Linked DNA regions of Mus musculus: all the other regions are linked to region 5. The links are chromatin contacts, called in public ChIA-PET, Hi-C and HiChIP or PLAC-seq maps. All regions are on one chromosome and are shown on one strand. Each heading gives the region's core, a stretch centred on a gene start, on an enhancer-like site or on the middle of the called end of the contact. The rest is flanking DNA. Distances are from core to core; before and after follow the strand shown.

The links. Hi-C and Micro-C count contacts between places; a contact is called where the count stands out from the background. ChIA-PET counts read pairs in DNA pulled down with a chosen protein or histone mark. HiChIP or PLAC-seq counts read pairs in DNA pulled down with a chosen protein or histone mark.
Region 1: a contact with region 5 is called in an H3K4me3 HiChIP or PLAC-seq map of embryonic basal ganglia, with 8 times the contacts expected there. The contact joins the enhancer-like site here to the promoter of Emx2 in region 5. A contact is called at or near these places in 4 of 39 promoter capture datasets (the 3T3-L1 cell line, embryonic stem cells, liver and 1 more), 1 of 484 Hi-C or Micro-C datasets (bone marrow-derived macrophages), 12 of 115 datasets of contacts at active chromatin or transcription factors (bone marrow-derived macrophages, craniofacial prominence, embryonic basal ganglia and 8 more) and 4 of 9 other capture datasets (adipose tissue, embryonic stem cells, embryonic trunk and 1 more).
Region 2: a contact with region 5 is called in an H3K4me3 HiChIP or PLAC-seq map of embryonic limb bud, with 4 times the contacts expected there. The contact joins the enhancer-like site here to the promoter of Emx2 in region 5. A contact is called at or near these places in 4 of 39 promoter capture datasets (frontonasal cranial neural crest, hematopoietic stem and progenitor cells, liver and 1 more), 1 of 15 datasets of contacts at CTCF or cohesin (the NIH/3T3 cell line), 3 of 484 Hi-C or Micro-C datasets (cortical neurons, nephron progenitors and reprogramming fibroblasts), 12 of 115 datasets of contacts at active chromatin or transcription factors (craniofacial prominence, embryonic basal ganglia, embryonic forebrain and 7 more) and 4 of 9 other capture datasets (adipose tissue, embryonic trunk, liver and 1 more).
Region 3: a contact with region 5 is called in an H3K4me3 HiChIP or PLAC-seq map of embryonic limb bud, with 4 times the contacts expected there. The contact joins the enhancer-like site here to the promoter of Emx2 in region 5. A contact is called at or near these places in 5 of 39 promoter capture datasets (embryonic stem cells, hippocampal neurons, liver and 1 more), 1 of 15 datasets of contacts at CTCF or cohesin (the NIH/3T3 cell line), 1 of 484 Hi-C or Micro-C datasets (uterus), 15 of 115 datasets of contacts at active chromatin or transcription factors (the NIH/3T3 cell line, astrocytes, craniofacial prominence and 9 more) and 2 of 9 other capture datasets (embryonic stem cells and embryonic tail).
Region 4: a Hi-C map of uterus shows a contact between it and region 5, with 5 times the contacts expected there. The contact joins the enhancer-like site here to the promoter of Emx2 in region 5. A contact is called at or near these places in 4 of 39 promoter capture datasets (hippocampal neurons, liver and pre-B cells), 1 of 15 datasets of contacts at CTCF or cohesin (the NIH/3T3 cell line), 6 of 484 Hi-C or Micro-C datasets (nephron progenitors and uterus), 5 of 115 datasets of contacts at active chromatin or transcription factors (embryonic basal ganglia, embryonic forebrain, embryonic hindbrain and 2 more) and 4 of 9 other capture datasets (adipose tissue, embryonic stem cells, embryonic tail and 1 more).
Region 6: an RNA polymerase II ChIA-PET map of memory CD8 T cells shows a contact between it and region 5, with 10 times the contacts expected there. The contact joins the enhancer-like site here to the promoter of Emx2 in region 5. A contact is called at or near these places in 1 of 39 promoter capture datasets (pre-B cells), 18 of 115 datasets of contacts at active chromatin or transcription factors (craniofacial prominence, effector CD8 T cells, embryonic basal ganglia and 13 more) and 3 of 9 other capture datasets (embryonic stem cells, liver and pancreatic islet).
Region 7: a contact with region 5 is called in an H3K4me3 HiChIP or PLAC-seq map of embryonic limb bud, with 8 times the contacts expected there. The contact joins the enhancer-like site here to the promoter of Emx2 in region 5. A contact is called at or near these places in 1 of 15 datasets of contacts at CTCF or cohesin (the NIH/3T3 cell line), 11 of 484 Hi-C or Micro-C datasets (B cells, ECoMG myeloid progenitors, the HPC-5 cell line and 5 more), 17 of 115 datasets of contacts at active chromatin or transcription factors (bone marrow-derived macrophages, craniofacial prominence, embryonic basal ganglia and 12 more) and 4 of 9 other capture datasets (adipose tissue, liver, macrophages and 1 more).

The regions. Positions count from the first base shown.
Region 1 is chr19:60,285,569-60,289,233 of GRCm38.p6, reverse strand. No RefSeq gene overlaps it. Among named protein-coding and RNA genes, the nearest start is that of Gm41882, 38 kb to the left of the region's middle. Within about 2 kb of position 2,308, at least 20 of the 459 cell types and tissues checked have an H3K27ac peak or open chromatin away from gene starts, as enhancers often do. A contact at or near this core is called in embryonic basal ganglia, where this site is marked.
Region 2 is chr19:60,244,168-60,247,601 of GRCm38.p6, reverse strand. No RefSeq gene overlaps it. Among named protein-coding and RNA genes, the nearest start is that of Fam204a, 19 kb to the right of the region's middle. Within about 2 kb of position 2,156, at least 1 of the 459 cell types and tissues checked has an H3K27ac peak or open chromatin away from gene starts, as enhancers often do. A contact at or near this core is called in embryonic limb bud, where this site is marked.
Region 3 is chr19:60,053,543-60,057,150 of GRCm38.p6, reverse strand. It overlaps the pseudogene Csf1r-ps. Among named protein-coding and RNA genes, the nearest start is that of Gm41880, 5.0 kb to the right of the region's middle. Within about 2 kb of position 1,995, at least 9 of the 459 cell types and tissues checked have an H3K27ac peak or open chromatin away from gene starts, as enhancers often do. A contact at or near this core is called in embryonic limb bud, where this site is marked.
Region 4 is chr19:60,028,423-60,031,965 of GRCm38.p6, reverse strand. No RefSeq gene overlaps it. Among named protein-coding and RNA genes, the nearest start is that of Gm41879, 8.8 kb to the left of the region's middle. Within about 2 kb of position 1,520, at least 6 of the 459 cell types and tissues checked have an H3K27ac peak or open chromatin away from gene starts, as enhancers often do. A contact at or near this core is called in uterus, where this site is marked.
Region 5 is chr19:59,456,699-59,460,002 of GRCm38.p6, reverse strand. Emx2 (empty spiracles homeobox 2) reads right to left here and starts at 1,313. Exons shown (of 3, transcript NM_010132.2): 1 at 379-1,313. The coding sequence starts at 787. It also overlaps Emx2os.
Region 6 is chr19:60,181,702-60,184,901 of GRCm38.p6, reverse strand. No RefSeq gene overlaps it. Among named protein-coding and RNA genes, the nearest start is that of E330013P04Rik, 39 kb to the right of the region's middle. Within about 2 kb of position 1,806, at least 60 of the 459 cell types and tissues checked have an H3K27ac peak or open chromatin away from gene starts, as enhancers often do. A contact at or near this core is called in effector CD8 T cells, memory CD8 T cells and pre-B cells, where this site is marked.
Region 7 is chr19:60,117,667-60,121,045 of GRCm38.p6, reverse strand. No RefSeq gene overlaps it. Among named protein-coding and RNA genes, the nearest start is that of Gm46663, 3.1 kb to the right of the region's middle. Within about 2 kb of position 1,270, at least 13 of the 459 cell types and tissues checked have an H3K27ac peak or open chromatin away from gene starts, as enhancers often do. A contact at or near this core is called in embryonic limb bud and uterus, where this site is marked.

The sequences.
Region 1 (3,665 bases), core at 1,059-3,558, 830 kb before region 5:
TTCCTGTAACTGCTGGCATGGGGTATTCACCTCAAGCCCATAGACTAGCCTCAATCTGTTCCATTCCAAGAATAAGTGAAGCACATCTTCCTCAGAATCTGCCTCTTTAAGACCATCTTTAGAGTTAAACAAACTTCTACCTTTCCTTAATATACCTAGAAAATAAAGGTCATGTCTTGTATCCTGAAATATCCCTGCTGCTCTTGGGATTTGAATTCTGCATTGTAAATTCCATTGCTTATTCCTGGAATGAAAATCTGTTTATTCTGTAAATATTTTCTGAGCATGCACTGCTTGCCATGCCCCAGTTTGCCCCAGTTCTAGACACTGGAGATAGAGCGGGCGGGGGGTGGGGGGGCAAAGCAAAAGAAAAGACCAGAAAAGCACAAATGTGGCCTTCATTGCATTTACATGATGGTAGAAAGACCAACAGTAAATGGGCATAAAATGAAGAAGATAAGTGCATAGGATTTTCATCAACATGAGAGGGAGAGGATGAGGATCCTTCAGATGTGGTCACAAGAGAAGATTTCCTTGGGTGACATGGGACAGAATTTCGAAGGAAATGCCCTTGTAGCGCTGGGGCTACGTTTAGAAGCCATTGTATAGGTCAGAACATCAATTAGCTCCAATAGCTTCCATGTGGTGAGGACCTGTGATTTCTTTCCCAACAACAAAAGGAAATTCTCAGTATTGAGTTTTAAACCTAGAGTCAGCTCAAGAAATGTGCTCATGAAAATTAAACACCTCCTTAGTTTTTTTTTTTTTTTTAAACAAGCTTGAACCAGAGAATCTTGGAATGGAGAAGCATCCTTGGCTCTTGATCTTGAGAAGTCAGAGGTGGCCAAAGCTATTTGGGGCTGAAGAGGGTTATCTGATCTTCAGGGAACAGCCAGTCAGCTGTCCCCAAGATTATCCTTAGAGGGACAACGATGTCCCTCCATCCTGCAGTATCTCTTTTAAACTTATGTTTAAATAGCTATACTTAAGTGATAAGGAAGGTAGCCTTTCACCTCCAGGATCCTAACTGGATTCAAACTCTAGTCTTCTGGGAAATGAGTTTGGTCGTCTAAGCTGAGCCTCGTAGACAAAAGTCCTTATCTCCAAACTCCAAGCATAATTCAGCCACCATGGCAGGACTAGAAGTCGGCTCTCAGGGAAAGAAACAGAATGAGTTCGGGTGGAAAGTAAATTACCAAAGTAGTTCAATCAACCCCGGATTCAAATCCACATGGTTTAATTGATGGTTCTTTTTTGTCTGGAATACAAGACTGATTCTGAGCACCACATCTTCTAGCTGCATCCCCAAGAGGGGGTGAGGAGCACTTAGGCAACTAAGCGTCCAAAAAATGAGGTCAGAGCTGCAAAGATGCATACGCTTTAGCATCTTAATAAATGTAAATATTCTTTGACTAGTTTCCTTATCTACCTCAGAAGAGCATGACCCCTACACACTGCAAGGGAGAACCCTCTTTTAACTTGGATATAAGTGAAGATCTCCAAGCATGTGCTAAGATGATGTGTTCTCAGGCTGATTTGGTAAGTTTTGAGCAACACATCCAATGTTGTCCCCAAACACAGCAAACCCAAGAATAGAACTGAGCCAAAAGGAAGCAAGAAAGACCAGGTCTCCAGATGACTCTGTTTGACTCCAGAAGAAATAATTACAGGCAAGGAACTTGATGGACTCAGCCTGTTGGTGAAATATATTCACGGGGAGAATGGTTGCTTTCCAGGTAGGCAAAGCCAGACATTTCCCTGCCTTTCTTTCTCCTGCCCCCAACCTCTCTGTGTTCCATTTACAGACTTAACATTTTGCCCACAATAAAATGGATGACAGTTTCATTACAGAATGGCATTACTTGTCAAACTTTGAATTACTGATCATAAAAATATCTGTTCTGCTTTGAAGGATTGTTGGAGGACTTCCATTTTCCTCTCTATGTATGTATTTTTATCAGTAGGGCTGTTTAGTGCAACACACAGGAGCAGGGTGCAGAGGGGAGGGAAGAAGAAATCAAACCCGGCTGTGGAGCCCAGGGCCTGCTGTATTCTCCCCATATAAACAGGCTTCTATCACAGCTCGAGACAGCAGAAATAAAAGGGAGCTTTTTGGCTCACAGCTATAAAAAAAATTATCATAGTGATGAAGTTCCTCAGCCATCAACAGAGCTGTGATAACGCTGTTTGATGATGATTTTCCCATGAATGTTAAGCAGCCGCCACTGCGGAGGCAAAGGAGCTTATCTGCACCTAATACTGATCTCTAATTCCTGCCCTCCTTGAACCATCCATTTTCTAACAGCATTAACTGGCAAATTTACATCCCATCTTAATGCTGCTAAAGAGGACAGGAGATGAAGAGCAAATGACAGCGGTGTAATGAGGGTGGCTTTTTTCTCCTTTCTCTTTAATGGCTGAAGATTTACACAATTGTCTGTAAGCTTATATAGAGAGCTTACCTGAACCTTTTCCCAGCGTGGATTCGACTTGCAGGCGCTTTTGTTAACTAAACACACATAAATATTTTTAAGGAGGTTTAATAGACTTCAAAAGAAAGCCAAAAGGATAGAAAAAAGGGGAAAAGAAAATCACAAATTTAAATGTCATAAATAATATAAAATTTTGGAGAGGGCTAGTGTAATTTCTGAACAAACGGTGTTGTAAAAAAAATAGTGTTCTGAGAGATGTTCGTGTAGACAGATTTTGATTCAAATATTAAGGATGATTAATTAAAGTGAGGATTTAGAGGGAGCTGTGTTCCACATGCCACCAAAAACCTGGGATTTCTCTGATCATGTAACATCCATCAAAATACTACCTGTTCACTAACAGGGTGTGAAGAGATAGAAGGGAATTTCAATAGTAAATCTGAATGTAGGGAGCTACAATAGCTGGATGTGGGGAAATCCCATTTGTGTGTCCAGATGATAAAGTAAACCAAATAAAAATCACCATGGACGAGCCATTTAACATCACAGGCTGGAAACCTTGAAGTTGTCTTTGACTCTCCCGTCCCTTTCATCCTCTTTATCCAATCCATTACCAATCCTGCCTTTCCTTCCTTTGAAATGATTTAGGAAAGAAAAAAAAAAACTCCTCTTTTTTTTTTCCTCCCACCACCCTAAGCCATTTGTCTAGCACCTCTCAATTGAAATAGGGTAGGCTCCCACTGCTTCCTCTGCTCGTCGCCCTCCTTCCACAGTGTTATTAAAATATACCTTAATATTCCTACCCTGTAATTTGAGTTGTTAGAAAACAAACAAGCTTGTCATGTTACCGTCCCCGCTATCCCAACAACAGTCCTCACAGCATCTGAAATGATGAATCTTGGACATGAATTTGACGGAAGGTATAAGACCCATGAATTGAAAGCTGTAAAATATCAAAAGAGAGGAAATTGGAAGAGGAAAGGATGGCAAGCTGGGTCAGAGCAGAAGTTGGAGAGCCTTCTCTCCCAGGCCAGAGAGCAGGGCTCTAGGTGACATACTCTTCTTTGTTTGGTTTTCACCACTCTTTCAAGATGTTAAAAACCCCTCATAGCTCAGGGGAAAATAAAAGGAAGCTACATTTTGCCTGTGAATGGTAGCTTGCTGGATTCCAATTAGAGGACTAGTATTGTTAAGGTAGAGTCTTCCCAAACTGACCCTTAAATTTGACTTGAG
Region 2 (3,434 bases), core at 907-3,406, 790 kb before region 5:
TTGCTCTTGTTCTCAGGGAGTAAAACACGATAAATGAAAAGAAAAACTATGGGATATAAACAACCTAAAAATGGGCTCTAGGCAGCTTTAAACTTCCTACTTCCTACACATAACAAATGGACATTTTGACCAAGATATAAAAAACAGTCATCCAAAGCACTGGAGGACAGACAGACAGACAGACAGACAGATCATGGATGTCAAGTGAGAGAGGAGAGCAAGAATAGCAAGAGAATTTCTCCCCATTATGCTAGAACCCAGCACCCAGCCTTATGCTAAATAAACATATTTTAACATGGCTAAAAAGTCCCTTGGTCTTTCTGGTGCCAGAAGGCAGGATAGAGGGGAAAGGTGACTGCAGTGACTGGGGAGTAAAGGGGATATCTTGGAAAGAAGAGGGCCACAGAGTATGATGTAACATATTCTGTGCATACATCTCACACTCTATCAACTGGCTCTATTTGTGAGACTATACCAGCAAGGATAATTTACATACATACATACATACATAATTGATCCAGGTCTATTAAAGGTACTGGAAAAAAAGACTTAGGTGAGATGCTTTTTTTTTTGCGGTGTTTTTATACGTACATGCATAAACAAATACATAAATAAATGAATGAATATATTTTCACTACAAAGAGTTTTCTCAGCTATTAAGAAATACTGCTTAGTTTCTGGATTGAAGCTCATTATGTTGAGCTGCCCTCGAGTTTCATAAACTTAGCAAGACCTTTCCCTAGTGCACACACACTCCACGCACTTTACAGAACATTCTCCTCCATTCCCATCTTTTTCCTCATCTTCTGGTTCATTCTTCTGCTCAGAGCCTGCTGGTTTACCCTCGCACCTCCTTCCTGCTCACGTTTGCCCTGGCGCATTATGCAGCAATATCCTTTCCGACTTGTTGGCTTAGCTGCTTTCTGCTCACGGGGTTGTTTAGCTTTGACTGACTGTTCAAACCACATCTCGCCTAAGTCTTTTTTTCCAGTATCTTCAATAAACCTGGATCAATTAGCTTATAAAGAGAAAGGAGTTATTTAGCTCATGATTATGGAAACTCTAATGAAAATCAAGCAGCCTTATTGCTTTGGGGACCAAATAAGAGTACCAGATGCCAGGAATGGGGAGCCTGTGCTGTAGCAAACTGTTAACTAGAGAAGGAGATGCAGACAGAGGGGTTGGTTGGTTCACAAAGACATATCATCATCCCTTAGAAATGAAGTTTATTGAGACAAAGGACCACAAGTTCATGATCAGGCCTTGACATGGGAGGGAGAACATTAAACAGAAAATGGTATCATTCCTCGGGACCGTTCATCTCCCCTACCTCCTAGTGGCCTGGAGCTTGGACAAATAGGTTAGGCAGCCTGGCCAGGGTACTCAGCAATTCACCTGTCTCCATCTTCCCACACTGGAGTTTTTACTGCTGATCAACATAATAGGCTTCTTCTTGTGAGCTGTGGGGTTAACCTGGTTCTCGTGCTTGCAAGGGAAACACGTTACCAACTGATACACTCCTCCACTCAAATGTTTCCATGTAAAACGTTGCTTAAACAACGATGTCAAAGTTTTGTAATACACCACAAACCTCTGATGATTTTAAATTACACAAGAAGTCTGCTTTCTCATCTCTATCTCTCCCATCTACCCACCTCCAGAACACCGCCAGAATATCTACCTCGGCTGAGTCACTTCATGATGAAAATTAGAGAAACATTTACTTGCAAGAATGAACTGTGCATTCTTCTCTCACAAGCCTAGAGTTCATTTTTTAAAAATATATAAGGTTTATGGTTCATCATGTTATTTACATGTCTCCCTGTTATATAATACCTCTTCTCTAAAATATTACTGATAAAATTATCCTGCTGTAAGATAAGCAATGTGCCTGTGCTTTCTTAGAGTGTCCAGCCAAATCCTTCTCTGATCTTCTCTTACTACTAGAATTCCACTGCCTCTGTCATCAGGCCTCTGCCTGCATGGATTATTCAGTTCATGCTGAGAATGTTTCAGTACTTCAGATTGTTCACTGTTCAAAGTCCCTTAGGTACCTGCAAGATCTGTAAGCCAAAGCATTCCTGGGTTATAGGTCTTAACGTCACTGAAAACTCACTGCGCCTGCCTTTCTGCCATTGGACTGTGAGCATCTGGTGACTTTCCTGTTTCTGTGGAAGGCATGGTTCTTGTTAGACTAAAGCCTTTCAGTCCACACAATTAGTATTTCATAGCACACTAGGGAACATTTATTAATTTCCATCTTACTTGTCTTTTGAAGGTTATGGGGTTATGGGTTCTAAGTCGGAGTTATTGAAACTTTAAAAGGTGTAAATAGGTAAATATTATGGCTCTTGGAAAAGTGAGACATTGTCCCCCTTTAAGCATGTGATTAATATTACTAATAAAAATGTCATCAGCCTTCCCTACTATGGTGAAACAGCTAGGAACACATTTTGCGTGTGTGTGTGTGTGTGTGTGTGTGTGTGTGTGTGTGTGTGTGTGTGGCTTTCTTTCTATCTCTAATGAGATCTTTTGAGAGACTGTATAATATAAGAAAATCACCTTTTCTAAGAAGTTCTTGGTGCTTATTGATCTTCAATGATTCTTCATGAAAAGCAGAATAATATTCCTCTGTATTTAGTAAAGACTTGTCTTGCATTTAAAAATCTGTCATTTGTTTGGTTATTTAGATGAGAGTTTGTTTCTTTGTTTCATCCAATTGAACAAAAATGCTGCTTCTGTTAAAGGTTCAAATTTGGGAACACAGGAAAGTAGATTCTTTGACAAATAGAACACATTCTCTATTTTAATTTAATTTTGTTTACACACTAGAATGTAACTTAAGTAGCCATTTCCTTACAATATTAGTCATAGTACATGGGATTGGACATATAGTGAGATATTTAACTTTGATCATAGAAGGCTTTTAAACATCCTTGATGAGATAACATAGTTTGCCCATTTAAAGTACAGAACTCAGTGAAATCAGCCCCACAACCTAATTTGAAAATATTTCCATGAAGACATTGTGAAGACATTCTATGTTCGTAAGCAGCCACTCCCAAATCTCTTCTAGCCACACCAGCCCTAGACCTCACTAATCTGCTTTCTGCTCCATAATTTAAGCAGTGTTCTTTATATACATATTTTTTTTAACTTATTTTTGGTGTTCTGAGATAGGTCTTACTGCATAGCTTAGGCTGGCGGAGAGCTCAGTTGCCTTGCTTTAGTTAAGTACTTAGATTACAGGCTTGTGCCAGCATGCATGCATTTTAATACAAATCTTAATTGTTTTAAAGTTTCGGTGACGTAAGGCCTTGTTAGAATGAGTATATGCAATACCATAGTCTGGTTATAGCAGTTTTTTAAAAATCTTGTCAGGATTTTTTACCTTTAAATGAAGTATCTGGTTGAAAACACCCGAAGTCATTGCC
Region 3 (3,608 bases), core at 746-3,245, 600 kb before region 5:
CCTGCCTGAATGGACCAGCATTTATCCTCATCCAGTTCTTGTAGACCTTGGCCTTGCTATGTGACCCCCAGCACAACTTAAATCTTTAGAAATAGATAGTGAGCTTTAATCAAATTTATTATGTCTGATACCCAATAAAAATGAAATAGACTTAAAGCAGCTTTTCTTACTCGTACTTCCCGAGAGACAGTTTCATACAGTTTAATCAGAGTTTACATTTATTTCAGGTGATAATTTGTCTGAGACTGCACAAGCAGATGTATTTTCTGGAAAGAAGTTTGGAAGGCCAATATCTTTCCCCCAAAGACACTTCACAGGTTATATCATAGAGCCTGAACAATGATAAAACACGATGAGGCTCTGTGTATCTAAAAAGATATGAAACCTTGTAAGCTTGCTTGCATAAATGTGCCTAAAGCTACAATCCATACACCTACACAAACACAAAAATATTAGCCTTTCAGGGCTAGGGAGATGCCTCAGTGGGGAAAAACACTTGCTGCATAGGTGTGGGGACCTGAGTTCAAGTCTCTAGCATGCACAAAAAAAGTTTGGTCTGGCCACTTGTGCTGGTGGGTACCCTACCATGACAGAGGAGACAGGAGGAGACGACAGGAGGTTCTCTGGGACTTGTTGGCTTTCAGTCTACTTCTACTTCCAGATTCAATGTGAGACCCTGCCTCAAGAGAAAGAAATAGAGGGCGATTGAGTGTGACTCCTGAAGTCTTTCTCTGGCCTGCGTGCCCACACACATGCACCTGTATACACATGGTTTTGAATAGCACACACCACACACAGAGAGAGAGAGAGAAAGAGAGAGAGAGAGAGAGAGAGAGAGAGAGAGAGAGAACACACTCACATACAACTGTTAGCCTTTTGAGATCATTTCTATTTGTACACCTGCTTTTTCTATTTTTGTTTTGAGTTTTAGCTAGAAAGGTAGGATTGGTCCCTTTCTCTCAATGTGTGACATCCAGGGCTTACAGAGATGGCAGCATTTCCTATAAAATAGGAGAGCCTTTATCTGATTTTTTTGTTGACTTATTTGTTTGTTTATTGTATGTAGTGCACACATGCATGGGAGTGTGTGACTGTGTGTACTTGTGCAAGCACTTGTGGAGGCCAGAGGAGAACTTTGAGTCTTCCTTTATCACTCTCTTCCTATCTCCTGGAGATGGTGTCTCTTGTCCACTGTTCTGGCTAGGCTAGCTGGCCTGGGAGCTCCCAGACTTTATCTGTGTCTCTCTGCTCCTCAGTGCTGAGGTTACAGGCATGTTACAGGCATGCCTGGCTCTCTACATGGGTTCTAAGGATTCAGACTCGGGTTTTCGGTTAGAGTGCTTTTATGCACTGTCCCATCTCCCAGCTCCGGAGTCTGCCTTTATATCATGACTCATTTTGCTGGTAGAGCACTCTGCAAGTGTTTTGTATACTATGCTGTTTAGGTATTTTCTCAAGTTAATTGATTGCTAATATCCCAAATTACTCGGTGTAGGTATAAGCAGTTGTTTTTTCTTTCTTTGGCATAGTGCTTTTATTTTGACAAGAATGTGACAAAGGATTAATTGGGCCCATTTAATCTTCAAATGTTGGACTCTTGGGCAATTCACCAATTCTACTTCTAATCAAGAGCTAAACTGCCAAGTGGGAAGTTAGGGAAGCTGGCCATACATCTGCAAATATCAAATGTCTGTGAATGAGATGGAGAGTGCTCTCTCTCTCTCTCCTTTCTGGTCAGATGGTTTCATTTAAACTCCAAAGGGTCAAGGGTGACATCATGACCTCATCAAATTAGACCCAACTGAGAGAGGTGTTTAGCACAACAGAAAGGAAATACTCTGAAGGGCATTAAATGCAAATGAAATTGCCATCTGCCAACTTCAAAAAACACCTGACCTGAAAAGAAACTCCTGCTTCAAACTGCAACCCCACCACCTTCTTTCCTTGGGTTGGACAGGGAAGACTGCTTGGGAGCTGCCTGCCAACCCCTCTGCCTGCCAGACTCCATTTGCATTTCAATATCCCCCTTTCAGACTTTCTCTACTTGAAAAATTTGACAGTGAACCCTAGGAGCAAGAAGAGTGGAGTTCAAACACAACTATTATTCCCTCGCCTCTTGGGTGTGGACGGCCAAATTGGTCATGAGAACTTTTGATATCTAAGAGTAGAAGTCAGTTACTCAGGATAACCTCACATAGCCATTAAAGGTAGGCTTGGAGCATTCTGTAGGATGGAGCCACGAGATAGAGGTCCTAAGGGTGATAGAGTCATAGTTTTTATTTGTTTCAGACATAAATGTTTGTACACCAGAAAATGGACTTGGATAAAAAAGAAAAAAAAAAGCAAACATTAAGCAAGTAATTAGTTATTTAACCACATGTATTAAAGTGTGAAAAAAGTTAGAATGTGTGTTTCACAGCAGTGCTCATTGAGTATGCAAGCACCATGCACATGGCTTTGTGTCCAGAGTCAATCTAGGCAGAGCAGGGAACAAGGCATGTGGCAGGCAGTTATAGCCTTTGTACGAGGCATGGCTCATGCAGGACGCTTCACCTGTGTGTTCCTCCTTGCTTCACCTGGATTGAAACAGAGGTTGGTTGACTGAAGGTGAACAAAGTGGATTTCCAATGAAATCATGGAGCAGGTATGCTTCTCAACTCTGTTGACTCTGGTCCAGGAGTGTTGGAAAACCATTAGCTTTGGGCATTGGTTATACACAGCAGGGTGTCTAAAATTGACTTAACCCTGACAGCATGCTAGATAGCATTGTTTTATGTTTGTTATAAAACTATGATTTTGCTCATTTGGATTAAAATGTCGCTATGGACATTTCATTCATGTTAGGTCCCTTACCCAAACACATCAGTTAGATGTTGCTTCTTAGAGTCATTCATGGCTATGACACTGATTAACTGAAAGCAATTATCCCCTTTGACATCTAATTTTTTTAAAAAAAATCAATTAGTTAATTATTTACTTATTCACTTTACATCCCGCTCATTGTCCCTCTCCTGGTCACCTCCTCTCATAATCCTTCACCCCTCTTCCCCCTTTCTCCTCTGAGTTGGGGGGGGGTGTTCTCCTGAATATCCCCTAACCATGGTACTTCAAGTTTCTGCAGGGCTAGGCACTTTCTCTCCCACTGAGGCTACACAAGGCAGCCCAGTTAGATACAGGCACAGCTTGTGGATAGCCCTTGCTCCAGTTATCCAGGACCCACATAAAGACCAAGGTGCATGTCTGCTACATCTGTGCAGGGAGGCCTAGGTCCTGCCTGTATATGTTCCTTGGTTGGCAGTTAAGTCTCTGAGAGCCCCCGAAGAGTCCAGATTAGTTGATTCTGTTGTTTTTTCTATGGAGTTCCTATCCCCTTAGAGGCCGCAATCCTTCCTCCTACTATTCCATAAATGTCCCCAACTCTATCCAGTGTTTGGGTGTGGATGTCTGCATCTGTCTGATCCAGTGTGGGGAGGGGGGGTGGAGCCTCTCAGAGCATAGCCATGCTAGACTTCTGTCTGCAAGCATAACAGAGTATCATTAATAGTGTCATGGATTGGGGCTTATTCATGGATTGGGTCTCAAGATGGGCCAGATATTGGTTGGCCATT
Region 4 (3,543 bases), core at 271-2,770, 570 kb before region 5:
GACAGGAAATAGCTCTAGGTTATAAACATTGAGGTCTTCTACCAGTGACATACTTCTTGTGAGGCTCCACCTTCTAAAGTTGCCACAACCATCTTTAAAATAAATATTTATTTTGTATTTAATTATATATATGAATATGTGTCTGTATAGGGTATGCACAATAAAGTAGCCAAAAGAGGACATTGAATCCTCTTGGAGCTGGAATTACATGTTAACTTGCATGCTGGGAACCAAACTTGGATCCAATGTAAAAGCCCTGATTTTACAACCTTTTACACTTTAAACTTTTAGATAATAACTGAATAAAGTCACCATTTGCTCTGCCCCAGAACTATGGTCAAACGTGGGCCCACAGCTGAAGAGAATGGAGACAATAAATCCTTAATGCAATGATCACAGTATTTCTCCTGTAGCACACTCTGTATTAGTGACTAAAGTTATCCCCAAATGAAGCGTATGAGAAAATAAAAGACTTTTAGTGACAGTATTAAAATATTAGCTTCCCATATTCAAGCATTATAATGGTGTGTTATTACTTAGAGCAGTGCATTTTGAGTTAGGTCATCTGCAAATAGATCTCTGAAATAAGAAAACTAAACTTCCCTCGGCCCCGTGGCTCCAAACCAGGTGCAGTTTAGTCTATCAGGACATGTGGTTGTCGTACTTGAGCAGTGCTGTTGATGCCTAGGTGGAGAGGCAAGGATGCTGCTAGACATCCTTCAGTGGTGATGTTGGGCCCCATACCAGGAAGTACCTATCCAATACTGTCATTTGTTCTGTGGTTGGGAAATGCTATCTTGTAGTGAAAAGATGAGGTGCTTTCAACTATGCATCCTTTTTTTCATCCACCCACTCATCTGCCTGTTTATCCATCCATCAACCATCTGTCTGCTCACTTATCCATATATCTACTCATCTATCCAAATACCAGCCACCCATCCATTCCTCCTCCAACCACTCCTCCAACATGTATGTATCTGCTAACCCATACACAAGGAGTCATGTAGGCAGGTGTTCTCTTGTTCCCATTACCACCTGAATTTGGCTTTTTGAATGTCAATGACTGATCATCCTTCTCATCTATATTCTCCAAAAAATATCCTATTTTATGTACCCACAGGCCACCAGGCCTCTGCATTCCACAATTCCCAGTCTTTCCCAGTTTTTCTGTTTTATAGCTCATTGAGGTCACTTGTCCTCCTGGCTATTGGCATAGTGCAATTGAGCCTGCAATCTACTGAGAGAAGAAATAAGAAATGACTTCACAGGCAAAACATTTACCTGGCACGCTCAGTGGGTCCAGCCAGCTCTGTGATAGCCTTCAAGTCTGGTTAGTGAGGTATGCCCCTCTGGAGAGGGGTGAGAAGGCTGAGTTCTCTAAAGGCTCTGCCAGGCCAAACTTCCTGGAGAAAAATTCGCTATCCATAAAGCACATTTTAAGCAACACCAAAGTGCACAGTGACCCATAGCTTTCTCCTTCTGAACAAATTGTTTAAAGACCAAGATGTGTTGGGGAGATACTGGGCACTGGAGAATTAGCAGCAGGTGCTATTTATAGAGCCACCACGCTCTGCAGAGTTCCCTCTGCCCAGGGAAGGCTATTAATCTTCTCCAGCAAGAGAGAAAAGAAGTAATAAACTCAATAATGATTTAGAGCAAGGGGAGAGAGAGAAAGCACTGAGGCTAATACTAAGGTGGATCTAAGCCAAGAGATGAGCTTCTCTCTGTGGAAAATAACACACACACACACACACACACACACACACACACACACACACACACACACACACAATATGGACAGGGATGCATACTCTTCCCTTTGTCATCTCTGAACTCACTTCTATTTATCTTCTTTTTTGTAAATTATTTTGTTAATTTACATTCTACAAGTTGCTCCTCTTGGTTCCCTTCCCCCTCCCCACACCCACCCCCGTTCATCATCCCATCCTCCTTACCCCACTGCCTCTGAGAGGGTACTCCCCCAGCTGTCCACCCACTCCCACCCCACTTCTGCCAGCATCCCTCTTCCTTGGGGGCATCCAGTTTCCACAGGAATAAACACTTCCTCTCCCACTGAGGCCAGACAAGGCAGTCCTGTTCTACCCATGAGCCCAGGGGCATGGCCTGGCTCGTGTATGCTCGTTGGTTGGTGGCTTAGTCTCTGGGCGCTCTGAGGGAACTGTTCTTATTCCTATGGAGTTGTAATCCTCCTCAGTTCCTTCAGTCCTTCCCCAAACTCTTCCACAGGAGTTCCTGACCTCAATTTAACGTTTGGCTGTTAAGTATCTGCATTTGTCACAGTCAGTTGCTGGTAGAGCCTCTCAGGACAGCCATGGTGGGCTCCCCTCGGCAAGCACAATATAACATCAGTATTAGTGTCAGGGTTTGGTGTGTGCACATGAGATGGATCTCAAGTTGGGTCAGTCACTAGGTGGCCTTTCTTTCAGTCTCTGCTCCATTTTTTTTGTCCCTGAATTTCTTTTCGATTGGAACAATTCTGGGTCAAAAATTTTTAGATGGGTGGGTGGACCCCTTCCTCAAATGGGGGCCATGCCTATCTACTGGAAGTGGTCTCTTCAGGTTCCATCTTCCCACTGTTGGGCATTTTGGCTAATGTCATCACTTACCACTGAGTCCTGATAGCCCCTCCCATCCCAGGTCTCTGAGATTTTCTAAAGGTTCCCTCCACACCCTACCCTATACTGCTGCATGTTTTGATTCATTCTCCTGGCCCTCTTGGGCTTCTCTTGCAATCCCAATCTATTTACATTCTTAAGGCAACGAAATGGCTCTTCATTTTTAATGTCTGACAGACATGGTCTTCAAATGCTGTCTAGACATGCCACACTTAAAAAGCTAAGGCATGTGGGATTGACTGATCCTTACAGTCATTACACTAACATTCATGTTTCAGTATAGTTTATTTATATGCTGATGGGGAAAGTTTAGAAAAGCTGGAAGAAAAGGTTTGTCTTCATATATGAAGAGTCGGCCAAGGACAGCAGCATTAAAGCAATTGTTTATTCAAAGATTTGCATGAAGAAACTCACCCTTTTCCCTGAAGTTCTTGTGGATCACACACATATTAGGAATGTCACAGAATCAATTTTCTTGAAGGTAACTCATTTTTTTTTGAAAAGTTGAAAATGAATGAATAGCTTCCCCCCCCCCAAAAAAAACAAAAGTGATTGTTCTTTGTTGTGCTCTGGTGTCCTGGTGAGAGTCCTCATTGAAGGCAATTCTGCAGTTCTGCCTTTTAGCATGTGAAGTATTCATTATTCCTTGACACCAACCAGAGACTATAGAAAGAAGGAGAGACCTGGGTATCCAGACAGAAAACAGGTCTTACCACACAGCCAATATGAAGTTTGAATGCTTGTGAAATCCGTTGTTAAGGTGGGGTTGGAGATTAGTGTGTAATAAATTACACATGGCTGCCTTTCAGATCTTAAGAGCTGAAACTTACTCATTGCCCAGTCTGTCTGAACGTTCAGATAGATGACCATGGCACAGAGATAGCAATGAAGATGCTCAAAGCACACC
Region 5 (3,304 bases), core at 64-2,563:
AGTCCCTGAGTGATAGACCGGCCGGGAACACGGTCCAGGGAAACAGGATTCAAAGACCTCGCGGGCTCAGAGCTTCTTGACAGCGGGCTTCGTCGCCCAGCATCGTGTCCCAGCCAGCCCGACCCCGGCCCGAACCACGGGACACCTCGTTTGCACCCTTTTACAAAGGGTCAAGGAGTGGGCAAGCCAGTAACCCAAACGAGCTTCAGAGACTGGGGACCAAAGCCTCTCGGGCCCCTAGCTGCCCAGTTTCAGAACCAAGAACCCGGGCTGACCTCCGCCCGTCCAGGCCTCGAGGAGCGCCCACCCGGAGCAGGCCGGGCGCAATGAAGGAGGCGACCGGAGCGGCGTGCTTCAGTTCCGCGACGTGGCACGTACCTTGGAAGCGATGACCCAGATATCGGTAGCGGTGGATGAGCCAGGGGTAGAAGGTGGACGGGTCCCGCTGCTGCGAGGCGAAGAGGGGGTGTGGCGAATGCGAGGAGGGCAGGGGGTGGGCGGCCAGGGCGTGCGGCGGCGGCACCGGGTGCACCGGCACGGCGGGGTTGGGCGGGTGCGAGACCGCCTCGGCGAACACCAAGTCCGGGTTGGAGTAGACGCCCCTGCCGGCGGCGGCGGCGGCGGCGGCCGAGTGGAAGCCGTTGAGGAACGGATTTATGGGACTGGAATTGGCGTAGCTGAGTGCCGCGGGACGGATGGGATCCTCGGAGCGCGAGGCAGGCAGGGGACTGTCCTTGGCCACCAGCGACTCGATGGTGAAGCAGCGCTTGGGCGCCGGCTGAAACATGCTGCGCCGAGGAGCGGGCGCGCTGGGCTCCCTGCTCCCGGCGACCGCGGCGCGCTGCCTCCGCCGCCCGCTGCCCGCGGCGAGGACCGAGGAGAATGGGGGACTCGTTTGTTTGGGGTGGGGGTGGGGGTAAGGAAAGGAAGGAAGGAAGAAAGGAAAGGAAAAAGGAAAGGAGGGGGAGGGGGAGGAGAGGCAAAGCCGAAGATCCCGAGAATCTTGCACCAAACGCGCCCAACCTGGAGAGAGGGGGGAAAATCCTTCCAGAAGAATTTGCAGGCGTGGATTGGGGTAATATTTTTTTGAGCGAGGTGGCGTGGGGGGGGGGGAGATTGGAGTTAGAGGCAGGGAGGGGGTTTTCGGGGAGGCAAAAAAAAAGTTTTCTCTCCTTTGCAAAAGGCGGGCAGGGCGCCCTAAGTCCAAGGACAATCCATGGAAGTGTTCGCTTCTTCACTAGTAGTGCAAACGATTTGTTAGTTCATGAGCCTAATTAGTGCGGGGATCACATAAACAGCTTCCTCCGAAGCCTGGTAAATGGCTTGATGATTGGTCGCTATTACTCGCCCTGAGGTGGAAGGGGGGAGACTCTTTAAAGTGCGTCAGAGGGAGGCGAACGCCTGGGAACCCGGAGGCCTGGATCCGGGCCCAGAATGGAACGGAGTCGGCGCTACTGCCCCGGCTGTGCCTCCAGCCGCCCGCCCGGCCGCCGACCTCTTGGTGTCTTCGCCCTGCGCTCCGGGCTAGCTCCCTCGCTCCTGCGGCGCCCGCTGCGGCTTCTCTCCTCCTCCTTCGCCTCCTCCGCTTCCCTCTTCTCCTCCTCTTCCTCGTTCCTCTCCTCCTCCTCTTCCTCCTCCTCCTCTTTCCCCCTCCTCCTCCCCCTCAGCCACCGCCTCCTACTGCACCCACACCACTCCCACCGGGGCACCCGGGTCCCTGCAGAGTCTCGGGGCTGCGCTGCCTTTGCTGCGGACCCCTGGATCCTAAGCCTGCGGCGCTGGAGCTGATGGGACTGAATCACGGACGGACACGCAGATTTCTTCACACCCTAAGCTCCGCTGCGGTTGTCCCCTGGAGGCCCGCGCCCGGGTCACTGAGATGGCTTCGGGCGCCCGGCGAGGGTAAGCGGGCGGGGACTGGTTCCGGGCAAGGGCTAACCCGCTTCACTCCTACCAATCCCCACCCCCAGCAAAACTCCCGAGGTTTCCTAGGCGCTCGAGGGGGGGGGTCCTCCCACCCCTCCAACCAAGCGTAGCTTCGAGGTTCCAGGGTCCACGCGTTTGCAGTCTTTGACCCGGCTGGTTCGTTTTTTTAAGTTCAAACCTGAGGGGCCAGCTGCGCCTGTACCGTGGCAGTGGACTTCCAGCTTGCACCCAAGAGTTTCTGCTTATCCTTTCTGGAGGGTGGTCACTTCTGTCCCCAAAACAGCTCTTTCTGGGAAATGTGGGGTTATTTGGGAAAGGAGTCTTGGGTCCTAGGTCAGAAGCTGAAGTTATGACTGTGTTATCGTTCCATTGTCCTTAGTGGCGTTGACACTGTTCCCATTATTGCTATTATTACTGTACCTATTTTTATTCTGACATCTGTTGTCCCAGGGCTGGGTTGCTCTACAAATCCAGGTTTCGCAACCTGGCACTTAGGATTGTGTCTCCGGTCCTAGGCCCTGTCCGCATTTTCGAGCTTGCCTTCGGTTTTGGGATGATTTTAGGGCCGACTTCTCTCGTCCCCATTGGCTCACGCTGAGGCATAATTATGATCACATCCCCCCAGCCTGCTGGCGCTGCTCTCTGTTTATTGGTGGTTAAAGATCTATTATCTATTCATCAGCCGCCTCCCCCCCCCCACACACACACCCTTTGCCAATTACATTCTTCTAAAGTGAAGTACCAGCAGGTATTTTACAATTAATGATAATTTTTTTCTGGCGTCCTTTAAATCTGTTACTCCCAGGTCGAAGCCATTTATCCTAAGAGGGATAAAATATCTGTGCTTGGTGGCTAGGTTGCCTGAGACCCGGGAGAAGCAGATCTGGAGAAGACAGACGTGAAGTCCTCTAGAGGGACTATGAAAGCCACCTGATTCCACCAAGGGTCTGGGTCTTAGGACGCTCCAGGTAGTCCCGGCAATAATAATAATAAGGAGAGGTCTCCTGTTTGGTTTCTTGGGGTTTTTTTTTTGTTTTGATTTTTTTGTTGTTGTTTTGTTTTTCCTCTACTGCTGTTCAGGTTGTGTGCGTTTCTTGTATAGCGTTCATGTGAGAAGGCAGAAGCTCAAGGGAGCCCCTAGGTAGAATGGGAGTTGAGAAAAGTGTTTCCACCTCAGCTTTGCTCTCCTCGTGGTATAAATCTGCCCTTGCCTTAGACTTCAGATCATTTCACCTTCTATTCTAGATGGCCTTCTTTCTTTGTCCCTTTTTGGGGGCAAGTTCAGAGATTATGGGCATTAGATTCAGCCCTATAAAAAAGGGTATGCATTTGAGGCCACATTCTCCTCATTCCTGAACCAGACCCCAAATATAGCTGA
Region 6 (3,200 bases), core at 557-3,056, 720 kb before region 5:
CTTTCTGGAGTAAGAATATGGAATTTGGTATGTGTCTTCTACCTTTTGGATATTTGGGTTTCTGGAAGCATTTTCATAGCTCAGTATGCATATATTTGCAGCTGTGGCTCTCCTCATCTTATGATGATGTACATGAGACTGACATTGAGAAATATACCAGATATAGGCAAAGGAAGGAATGGACAACCCCTTGCCTGCCTCTATCTCTATTGTAATCAGCTACTAAAAGTGTCAGAGAGTGGGCTCAGCCCAAAGTTCACACCTTTTCAGTTCTTGGCACATTTTCAGGTCACCTTTTAGTAAGGCTTAGATTTGTAAATAACTGATTCCCATGTATAGACCCTGTTGGTGGCAGAACCAGTGTTGCATTGACAGGCTGTTAGGTAGGCATGTTGCCATTTCTCTTTTTTTTTTTCTATCACAGATCTGATTTTATTGCCAAGGCAGCTTAAAATATAGAATCTCCTAGCCTATGACTATTGGATACTATCATTCAATATATGATAATAGTCCATGTTAGATATATGAACTGTTGAGGCAAATCAAGCTCCCTGAACTTAAGGAAACATTGAATGCATTCTTTTCCTGTGGTTTTGAAAATGAAAGGCTCTTGTTTTGAAGCTAAAAAATGAAGTGTGTAGGAGAGGGAGGCAGCCCCCAGAAGCCAGAAGGGAGGGAGGGATCTTTTTACAATGCATTCATTATACTATCTTCTTGGTAGTCCCAAGTCTTCAATCCTTCATTAGGTAGATTTTTCAAGCAATGGCTTGAGTTTGTGCTCTGGAGCAGATGAGATGCCATACTGGGCAGCTGATCAGAGGGGTAAGAGGCCTGCTGATTTCTTACTTGGAGAAGCAGCCTCAGTCAGACAAGAGTCAATCCTTTAGACAAGGACTGTGGACAGGGGTGCTCAGGCTCCACATGGTATAGACCTATCGTTGCACTTGGGGTCAAGTCAGGTCAAAACAGTGCAAGTTGAAGCTATGTCAAAGACTAAGCTTGGGAGTCAGATTTCCTAAATGTGGTGTTAATGCAGAGGCAGCATCTCAGCATACTGTTGATGTGGACTAATGTCATTGTGTGTGTGTGAGCAGTGTGTGGGCAGGCATGTATGTGTGGATTCTACATATAACATACCTGCTAACACAATAATACCTGCTGTATTACTTATACTACCTTGTTTTTTTGTTTTGTTTTGGGGTTTTTCTTTTTGTTTTGTTTTGTTTTACTGGATCTCTCTATTGTCTGGAACTTCTCAATTAGGCTAATCTTGCTGGAGGAATCTGCCTGTCTTTGCCTTTCCCCCCTTGGGATCTCATTGTTTGTTATTCATTCATTTATTGTGTGTGGATATGGGTGTGAGTCTGTGGGTATTTGTGGGCCACAGCACATGTGTAGGGGTCAGAGGGCAACTTACGGGAGTCAGGGCTGTTGGAGCAGAATCTGTGTTTTGAAGATCAAACTCAGATCTTCATACTTGCAAATACTGGCTGATCCATCTCCCTTCAGCCTAAAGCCTAACTTTAAACATATAATTGCCAGAGTATGGCCTAATGGTGGACCCCTAACTCTGCTTGTGGGAAAAATAATTCCATTAAGGATGCTCCTATTTTGATCATGGACTGATATTTTTTCCAGTGGGTTTATTAGGATTTTGATACATTTTCAAGAATTAGTTCAATAAAGCGTATCTGTTCTCTTTCTACTCCAGGCCAGGTTTTCCCACCTGCTTTCACCTCAGTTTTGTGTCTCTTGAGACTAGACTCACCACAAGGAACAGATGGGAGTGGCTGTTGCTCTTTTCACTCAAGTGTGGCTAACAGCATTTCCTTTTCAGCTAAGCTCTCTGTACATCCACAGAGCTCTTCTTCCCAGCTCTGAGGCATGAGCTCTTCAAAAGGAAATTTCTGGTCAAGAAGCAAGGAAAGGTCTTTCAAGAGTGGGTAGCCACCTGGAAGCTAATCAGATCTGACTTGTGCCTTTGAGGGAAAAGGCTGCCTTCACGGAGGCCTCCTGGGCTCATAATCATGTTTGGATCACAGCATTGCAGTGGGTCTTAGTATCTTGGAAAATCAGCATTAAGTGTTAGCTGGTTGTTCTTATCCTCCATAGCATTCCCTGAGTATCTGGAGTATAGAGTATTGGTAGCTTGTCTCTTGCTGTCTATGTGAGCCTCTAAGAATGGCTCTGTCCACTAACCACAAAGTTCTTGACCTCTTGGGGTTACTTGTGGGAATATGTAGAGAGTACCCAGTCATATCCCCTGATGTTTTGAGGGTCCTAGAAGAAAAGAACTGATAGAATGAATAGGTTAGGGTTAGGGTACGAAAAAGAGTTTATTAGATAAGGAGTGTTGTCTTAGGGTTTCATTGCTGTGAAGAGGTACCATGACCACAGAAACTCTTTACAAGGGAAACCTTTTAACTGGGGATAGCTTACAGTTTCAGAGGTTTAGTCCATTATCATCACAGGAGGGAGCATGACAGCATGTAGGCAGACATGGTGCTGGAAAAGGAACTGAAAGTTCTATATCTTCATCAGCAGGCAGTAAGGAGAGACTGTCCCACTGGGCGTGGCTTGAGCATATATGAGACCTCAAAACCTGCCTCCACAGTGACACAGTTCTTCCAGCAAGATCACACCTACTCCCAACAAGGCTATACCTCCTAGTACCAATCTCTATGGGCCAAACATTCAAACATATGAGTCTATGGGGGTCATACCTATTCAAACTGCCACAGTTAGGTAACCTAACAATAGCTGTCTGTACACTGGAAAGGCTGAGAAACTCAAGGCTGGATTCTCTGTAGTCCCCAGTCTGTTGCTGAAGGCCTGAAGGATTCCTGGAGAGCCTTCCATCCACATTGGAACAGCAAAAGCTAGGCTCTCACATCAGCTAACATTGGCAGCAGCAATGGCAGCAACAACAGGACAGGCATGCACTCAGCAAGAAATGAAGGTAGGCATGCCAGAAAGTCCGGCTTTTTCCTCAGACTTTTTTATATCTGTACTGCCTAGAAGGTGTCATCCATTCTAGGAGAGGATCCTCCTCTCTCAACCCCTCTTTGAAATGACCTCACAGACCCATCCAGAGGAATGTGTCTTAGTTGATTCCAGATAAAACAAGCTGGCACTCATTATTAACTATTGCAGCCTGGATCAGATTACGTAGGCCTTCCAAGTAATGAGATGTTACAGGA
Region 7 (3,379 bases), core at 21-2,520, 660 kb before region 5:
GATTTCAACAGCTTGCCAGCCCAGCCAATGTTTTGGGACAGTGGAGGTGCAAAGACAGAGGAAGTAAAACTGTCCCTGAATTCAGAATATTTTTAATTGTGTAGTTATTTTTATTCTTTAAAACCCACAGCTCTCAGTGTAAGGGTCAGCACATCCCGCTGGATTCCCTACTTATAAGTTCTCAATGGACTGTTGAGGCCAGTAGGCATCATTACTTCTTCTTGTCCAGTTTGGTTTATGGGAAGATGTCATTCAAGAGGTCTGTGATCACCAGATGAAAAGGAAGTATATAAGGTCTTCATTCCCTTGAGCTGCTCCTCATATCTGGCAATCCTGACCTCTGATTGACACAGAAGCTCAGGATAGCTCTCCGTGTCCCCATTCTTTATCGCTTACTGGACATTGTATTTATACGGTAGCTTGGAAAGTTAAATTTCTTGTATAATCATCCACCAAGCTTGACTTTGAGATATTGGCCTTGGGATAAACCCAGACATGGTTGGTGGTTTGCCTGGTTGAGTTCAACTTGGAGCTGAGAACTGGGGATTCTAGGCGCTTAGCAGCATTTGATTTGAAGTATGATCTTCTCAAAGCTACACAATCAGTGTTTTTTTGAGCAAGTTTACGCCAAGTCATCTTGGGATCCTCTACTGACCAGCACATGTCCTGTCAAACTTTCTTTGTCCCAGTTGTCACTTTTGTACACAGATTCTCCATTCTTACCCATAACCAGGAAGATGTGATTCTGAGGTATCTACTTGGTAGAAAGGTTACAATATTACATGTCTCCTATGGATAGACTTGGTCATCTGTGAGGTAAGCAGTGTTAGTGGATGCGCTGGTAAGCTAAGGGTGCTTGCTGTCAAATCTGAGGACCTGAGTCCAATCCCCAGAATCCACACAGTGGAAGATAAGAACCAATTTCCTCAAATTGTCCTCTTATGCCTACATGGCATGTGCATACTCTCCACTCTCAGATAAAGAGTTGTTAAAGGAATGAGTTGGTAGAGTGAATAAAAGTGATTGTAAGGCAAACAACCCATCCTCAACTTAAGTTGGCGTCCATCCATTGAACCACATCTCCTCATATCCACACACCCAGAGAGACTAAGCGTCTATTGCTCTTCATTGTCAGCTTACTCCTCAAAAAATGATAGGTGGACATTCCTCGTGTTATAGCTTTTGTGATCTCTGGACCCAAGTACACAGTGCAGATGTGCGGAGGGGAACAGGGCTTCACAGAGACACTCGGGGCTGACTCAGTATGAGGTCAAATATTTTATTAAGCCCTGTTCTTTTAGTTGCTTAAGAAAAGAAAAAGAACTTGTGTTTTCATTTATAGCATGACAGTGTTTGAAATAGTATTTGAAACAAGTGTTTTGGTCCGTTACCATCAAACCCCTATGAAACTTAAAAATAAGGGGAAAAAACACCGGTTTTGGTTCTTGGTGAGTTCTAAGAACAAGTTAAAAAAGTAAATTTGCCTTTCTAAATTGTGCCTCAAACTCTTCCTCTGAATTAAAGTGAAAAGATGTGGAAAAAACATGAGCTGTGTGTCCCTGTTTGACTCCAAATGTGCTTTCAGCCTGTTTCCTACAGCCAGTTTTAGCCTAAGCTGCCTTATTGCTAAAGCCTGTAACTTGATACTAAAAGCTTGTCAAAATTAAGTGCATGCTTTATAAGTTTACATTTTTACAGTCTAACTGTTTTTCTTTGATATTTGACAGGGACACAGGTTCCTATGTCATCTGGCCTTGAGTACTTTCAGAACTTTCTCCTGGGCCCATGTGAGGGAGCTCAAGGTTGTAGTGAGTTATGGAATCCTTAAGCTGCCTGCCCAGCAGCCGGCCCTTGGCCTGCACTTGAGGGCTAACACCTGTTGGCTGGACAGAGCAATTAATTTCTTAAAAAAAAATGGTAGGCTGCCAGCAATCAAAGCTAAAAGGATAAAAAATATAATTTTACCTCTTTAGCTTCCAGAAGTGGCCTTTGATCTTTCCCCTCGCCCTTGGGACAGGAGGCACAGATCTTCAGTATTCTCCACAAAGAAACATCTTTAGAAATCACAAACAATGAAGAGCTGGCTGTACTTCCCCCACCCCTGCCCCCAGCTCTGTTACATTTTTTGTATAGCTGCTCACTCTGAGATTGAACAGAGACAGTCACTCACAAGCTAAAGTCTTGTCTACCAAATATTATCCTTAGGAGAACTTACATTGCGGGGCCTTAAGTTATGTTCTAGTCCATCCCTTGCAAGATCAAATGTTAGTTGAGTTTTCTCCTTGATGATTATAATGTATTTGTTGTGGGATGTGTGCATGTGAGATAATTGTGAACTTCAAAGAGCTGAAGTACCAACTGCGGGCCGGGGCTCGGCCACACATACAGCCTCCCTTATTCTCCAGAACCTTTGGTAGTCAAGACAAGGTCACTGATCAGGGTAATTTGCAGGAAAAGTCAATTTCTCAAGTACCAAAGCAGGTGCTGTGGCACTTTATGACAATTTACTGAATCTAAATTGAGGAAGTTGAAAAAAGCAAAGGTCGTGAGCCACAGGAAGAAAGGAGGAAAGAAAATCCCTCTGACTGTGTGCTTAACTCCTCTTCTACCAAGATGCACTCGCCAGCTGAGACGATTAACACCAAAAATAAATAAATGGGAATCACAATCTCTCAGTCTAATCAGCAACTTATCCGATTTCTTTAAATAAAAGGGGGGGGGGATTTTGTGTTTGCCCGAATTCACAAGGAAATAAGCTCAATTTATCAGAGTTAAAGAGCTGTTCTGCTCATTAGAGATTGAGATAAAAATCAAACCAAGAAGTCAGAACTTACTTTACATCCTTTTTAGAAAAAAAGGAGGGGTGGGGGTTGGCGATTCAGTGGTAGAATACTTAAGTTGAATGTGTGAAGTACTAGATTAGTTTTTAACACTGCTTTCCTAAACTATCAAACAGATAGTACATGGTTAACTATAAGATACATGCTAAGAGCGTAGAGTATAAGGTATACATTGTGGTTTAATACATGATAAACATGCAATACACATTCTGCTCATTTTATTGTGAATCTGTGCATGCCACACTTCTCCAGCACTGTGGCTATAGAACAAAGTGGGTAGGAAATGCTTTTGGGATAAGGAAGACAAATACAGGCAATGGAATCAGAAGGTTGGTATAGCAAGGAACAAATGGGATGGGAAAAAGTTAGAAGATTTGAATTTGAGATATAGCTAACCACTCATCCTGTAATTACAGAAAATCATTAAGTCATCTTAAGGCTCCATGCTTCACACCTGCAAAACTGGAGGTTTATTGTGAGGCGTTAAATGAGCAAATATGCATACATGTCTGTAGATATGCACCTGACAATTATAAGTA